Regions from separate parts of the Sus scrofa genome. Here region 1 is linked to region 2. A link is a contact called in public HiChIP or PLAC-seq data. All regions are on one chromosome and are shown on one strand. Each heading gives the region's core, a stretch centred on a gene start, on an enhancer-like site or on the middle of the called end of the contact. The rest is flanking DNA. Distances are from core to core; before and after follow the strand shown.

Evidence for each region. HiChIP or PLAC-seq counts read pairs in DNA pulled down with a chosen protein or histone mark.
Region 1: a contact with region 2 is called in an H3K27ac HiChIP or PLAC-seq map of alveolar macrophages. The contact joins two enhancer-like sites. A contact is called at or near these places in 1 of 47 Hi-C or Micro-C datasets (embryonic fibroblasts) and 1 of 2 datasets of contacts at active chromatin or transcription factors (alveolar macrophages).

What each region holds. Positions count from the first base shown.
Region 1 is chr14:123,492,002-123,494,701 of Sscrofa11.1, reverse strand. The region is part of intron 6 of TCF7L2 (transcription factor 7-like 2); the gene reads right to left. Among named protein-coding and RNA genes, the nearest start is that of TCF7L2, 150 kb to the right of the region's middle. Within about 2 kb of position 1,306, at least 13 of the 83 cell types and tissues checked have an H3K27ac peak or open chromatin away from gene starts, as enhancers often do. A contact at or near this core is called in alveolar macrophages and embryonic fibroblasts, where this site is marked.
Region 2 is chr14:123,298,075-123,300,774 of Sscrofa11.1, reverse strand. No RefSeq gene overlaps it. Among named protein-coding and RNA genes, the nearest start is that of TCF7L2, 44 kb to the left of the region's middle. Within about 2 kb of position 1,279, at least 21 of the 83 cell types and tissues checked have an H3K27ac peak or open chromatin away from gene starts, as enhancers often do. A contact at or near this core is called in alveolar macrophages and embryonic fibroblasts, where this site is marked.

The sequences.
Region 1 (2,700 bases), core at 57-2,556, 190 kb before region 2:
CCACACCCAACCCCGTCCGCTCCCCAGGGAAGGGAGGAGGCCCGATTTCCTCGGACACGGGTCTTCACAGCCACTGGTCAAGGTCTGGGGGGAAAATTAAATAAACCCATCCAGTTGCGTAAGTAAGTTAGAACCTGCTGAGCCGGTCAAATGAAAATATTTCAAAAATACATACTGGTGGGGATTTTTGCATCCATTTGCTAGATCAGGACTGACTGCTATGCATCTCCTCAGGTGCAGGAAGGATGGAAGAACCCCACAAGCTGCCAAAGTTTCACTGGCTTGATAAGGCAGACCTGCAAGGCCAGGACTGGGGGTGGCTTGGGGTTATGGATCCAAAAACCTCCTGTCACCCATGAGGTCCCCTAGTTAGATAACACTACAGCAATATGACCGGGGGTGGGGGTGGGGGGGTTGGTAAGAATAAAGGGAATCTGCCTTACTGATAACTGTATCTCTCCCAGAGCCAAGATTTGAACTTAACAAACAGGTTGGAAGGGAAGATAATTTATAAACAGCAATGACACAGAGATACTCACTAGGACACCATAATAAAGCCCCCCCCTTTTTTTTTTAAAGGATGAGCATCTGAATACATGGACACAGGCCAAACCACCTCCCTTTCCCACCTCCCTTAAAATACATGATTGCTCCCTTCTGAATAAAAAGAACCTGTCATCAAAACACGAAGAGGGAAGGCGACTGTGCAGGACAGAACTGATCCCTGTTCCGAAATTCCTTGGTTTTCATTGCCAAATAAATGACGTTTTTGTGGATTCTGAACCTTTGCTTTTCACAGCAAATTTAGGAATGTTGCCAGGAAGAGTCACCCAAATCCGGTCAAGTGGATTTCAACTCTACTAAGGAAGCGCAGGGACTGGCCACACCCTTGACAACATGTGTGTCCTTTGAGAAACTAAGCTCACACACGCTCAGGCCCCAAGCTGCTGTCACAGCGAATTACAGGGCTAAGGGGAAGGGATTTTAGGAAGGCAGGTCTTTCTGAGCCTCTTGCTGAATCGTGATGATTTCACCCCTGGCCCGGACTGGTGCTAGATGCCTAAGGGGAGAGGTGTATCGTGAGAGAGAGAGAGAGGAAGAAAGAGAACACTCCTGGCCCTCACACAGACAACGCAGCCTCTACCTCTTTCCTAAGCTCCTTGTAAACACACCCAGAGGCTAACACACAATGGGCACATCCAGCAAATAATAAAGTAAAATTAAATCATGTCATGCCTCCACCACAGCAACGCCCATTGGCCGTCTGGGGAGCGTCGGTGCCAACGTTCCCGCCACAGTGTGGAGTTGGAGCTCAAGTTTGCTCCTTGGAATCAGGCACAGATGGAGAGCATGTTGCAACCGCCCGCCTAAAGCAGACTGTGAAACTGGTTTCGGATGCAACCAAGCATCTTAGTATAGTCTGGACTGCGGTGTTTTTTTCAAAACCATCTTGTTTTTGTCTAGCACCTCTGTTCAAGGAAGTTTGGGAGGGACTATTTCTCATAATCAAATAAAGTCTTACATGACAACAGCCCCATTTTGTAGACAGAAAAACAAACAAGCTCAGAGGACTCAGAAGAATTGAGATTAGCTGGTTAGGCGCTTCAGCAAATGAAAAAGGAGGAGGAGGAGGAAGAATAATTGCAGCGAAGGTAGAATCGTTCCTGCGTTCCTCCCTTAAAGAGCCATGCACTAGAGCTCCCTGGTGGCTCAGTGAGTTAAGGATCTGGCATCACCACTGCTGTGGCTTAGGGTTTGATCCCTGGCCCGGGAACTTCTGAGTGCCTCGGGAGTGGCCAAAAATAATAATAATAACAACTTAAAACACTTAAAAAAAAAAAGAGTTATGCACTACTTCAATCAATACCCACTCAGGGTCTCTTTCACACATGGCACTGTTTCAGGCACTACGGAATACATCAGTCAACTAGAAGGGAAAAAGTCCTTGTCTTTGGGGACCTTACAACCTAGAGAGGGTGGTAATAAGTTCCTAGTGTCGAGGTGCTAATAGATACACTCCTGGAATCCCTTCATGGATGATCTAGTCAAAGTCAAACAAAAACCAGCTCTTTGACTATCCAGCCCAACGTTCAACGCCAATGACTCTGCTCCTGAAATACAGAACTGAAAAGCGTGCTTTATACGCTATAGAAGAAGCACAAATTTTTAATTGCCCCTTTTGGGGCTGTTTTTAAAGACTCTCAAATGCTAAATTCTGCTGTCAAATCACCTACAGATGAAGCGCTGTGCGCACAGGAGGTCAGGGGACATCACAGATTTGGGGGGTGGGATAACAAGCAGATGCTGGGTTTTCGGCACCATCCTGACCTCAGAGCTGCTGGCTATCCTGTTTGACCCACACAGCTGGCCAGTTTAGTCTATGTTTGGGTCAGAAACATCACTCACTGGTGCTCAGGAAGAGATGATGAACGCCACTTAATTCCAGGGCTAGATAAACTGCAACTCCTCAAACTACTGGCATGAACTCCATGTTTTTAGCTGCTTTTCCAACTATAACTTAAATAAGATATATGAAGAGGGCAAGAACAGCAATTAGACTCCACTTCATCCTTTACTGTTATTTTCGGGCAGCAGAGCTTATAAGGAGAAGAGTCTCCTTTACCAAAAATGTGCATATATGACATGGTTTTCACTGTGTCTTAAGTATAAGTACACAGAACAAATTAAGCACTGGGAGAT
Region 2 (2,700 bases), core at 30-2,529:
TGGAAAGGACCTCAGGAGTCACCCCAGGGATCACTGCCCTTACCTTGTATGTATGAGCAGCAAATAGGCCCAAAGAGTCTGGCATTTCCTGAATTCTGAGAAGAGAAGGAACCAGTTAAGTAACCCACTTTGGGTGCCCCCAGGTCATGGTCACTACCTCCAAAGTGGTCTGTTTAAGAGAGCTGGAGATGGAGCTCCCACTGTGGCTCAGCGGGTTAAGAACCCGACCAGTATCCGAGAGGATGTGGGTTCAATCCCTGGTCTCATTCATTGGGTTAAGGATCTGGCCTTGCCCTAAGCTGTTGTATAGGTCACAGATGTGGCTCAGATCTAGTGTTGCTGTGGCTGTGGCATAGGCCCCAGCTGCAGCTCTGATTCAGCCCCTAGCCTGGGAACTTCCATATGCCGAAGGTGTGGCTGTAAAAAAAAAAAAGAAAGAAAGAAAGAAAGAAAGAAAGAAAGAAAGAAAAGGAGAACAAAAAAAAGGAGAGCTGAAGAGAGGTCCTTTTCCATGAACCTTATAACCTTGTCCTGAGCCCTACAGAGACCCAGCTTGCAATCCCAGCCCAGCTGCTTTCTACCTATGTGAACTGGAGTGAGTCACTTTGCCTCTTTGAGTCAATTTTCTCATTTGTAAACTTAGAGATGATAGTACTTACCTCATAGGGTTGTTGTGAGGGTTAAAAAAAGGATGATAATAGTACAGCAGGTCTCAAAATTTGTAATCTCTGCACACCTTTACACTTTTAAAAATTATTGAGCACTCCTCTGGCCTCCCTTTAGAAAATTCTAGAAGAGTGATGGCACCGTCACACATCACGTAGCTTCTGGAAAATTCTGTTGTATGCTTAAGAGAGAATGAGAGTGAAAAAAGCAAATAATGCCTTAGTAATTTTATGAACATATTGTAAAAGAGTTTTGACTTCACAGACACTCCTGAAAGGGTCTGGGGGCTTTGCGAACTTCTGTACTTGTGCATGTAAAGCCCTGAACATGATGCTTAAAACATGGTAGGGGCTGGATTTACGGTGCCAAGGCCCGTGTGTAGGTTCATGGACTTGGCACCGGTGGCTGGTATAATTGAGCAGGTGCATGGACCTTGTGAACTGGAAAGTGGTGTGTAAACACCACTTGCAGGGCTGCTGGCAGGAAGCTCTTTCTGGGCTCTCAGCTGTGCTCTGCAGTTCTTCCAGGCAGGGCCTGTAGGGAAGGGCCTGCAGGAGGCCACGCGGGCCTGGGGAGCCAGCCGGAGGTATTTGTGGGCAGGGCAGGAGAGGCTACTTTTCAAGTTCCTGTTGCTGCTCCAAGAGAATGATTCATGCGCTCCAGGCTAGTGCAGCTACGTCATGTGAAGCAAGCTGAAAGGAAGAAAGGCAGCCGACAGGCCTTTGAGGGCTTCCGCTTGAGTCTTGCTGCCTGGTCCCGGAGAGCAGAGATTTCATCTCAACCGCACCAGCCTCAGTTACCTTGAGCATAAAACAGAGATGCTATGGGCCGGCAGAGGTGCTGGGAGAATGAACCGAGGTGCCCGTGGTGAGAGGGGAGGAGTCTGCAAAGGAAAGGAGGTCTTAGCAACCAAGCTACGTTTACCGACAGTGGTTCTCTCCGTTGGCCACATTCGATGCTTGGCTTTAATTGACTTCAGAAGGATTAGCTGAGTCTGTAGCTTGGGTGCTGGGTTCGAGAAGGTGGGGGCGAAGTATTTGGTGCTGGCCCTGAACTTGTCCTGCTTGTTTTGGGGGGAAAGGTCTGTGCTGTCCTTCCACAGCCCAGCAGCTCAGCAGCAAGTGTCCAGAAGAAGAGGGTCCTTTCTTCACTGTATCCCATCTCCAGGCAGACAGCTACCCAAGGGCACTCAGGATGGAGGTCCTGTGCCCACAGGTCTGCTTCCAGGGCTGCTCTGTATCCACAGGTCTGCTTCCAGGGCTGCTCTGTCTGCTACTGGCATTTCCTCTTCCTGGGCTCCAGGGTGGCCATCTGTCACGTGACTTGGTGGCCTCCAGAGGCCCTCCTGGTGAGAGGTGCTGTCATAAGTGCCTGCTCTGTGCTCAGCAGCATCAGGAAGGCCCCCCCACCCCCATCCCTGGTGTAATTTCTAGATGGTGAGTGGATGGATGGCAGGGGCTGTGAGTGGAAAGCGAGCCCAGACCTTCTGAAAATGAAGAATGAAGCCCTGCATGGACGGGGGTGATATTAGTGAAATTCACTATGACCTGTGCCACAGCTTGAACTTTTATGAAGCCCCAGGTGTGGTCTTTACCTTTCCCAGAGGTTGGCAACATTTTCTGCAAAAAGCTAGAGAGGAAATATCTTAGGCTTTGGAGGCTATATCATCTCTGCTACAACTTCTCAGTTCTGCTGGTGGAGCACAAAAGCAGCCATGGATAATAAGTAATTCAATGGACAGGGTTGTTTCCCAATAAAGCTTTATTTACAAAAAGTGGGTGGTGGGAGTTCCTGTCGTGGCGCAGCAGAAATGAATCTGACTAGGAACCATGAGGTTGCGGGTTCGATCCCTGGCCTCGCTCAGTGGGTTAAGGGATCTGGTGTTGCCGTGAGCTGTGGTGTAGGTCGCAGACGCGGCTAGGATCTGGCATTGCTGTGGTTGTAGCGTAGGCTGGCAGCAACAGCTCTGATTAGACCCCTAGCCTAGGAGCCTCCATATGCCTCAGGTGCAGCCCTAAAAGTTCAAAAGACAAA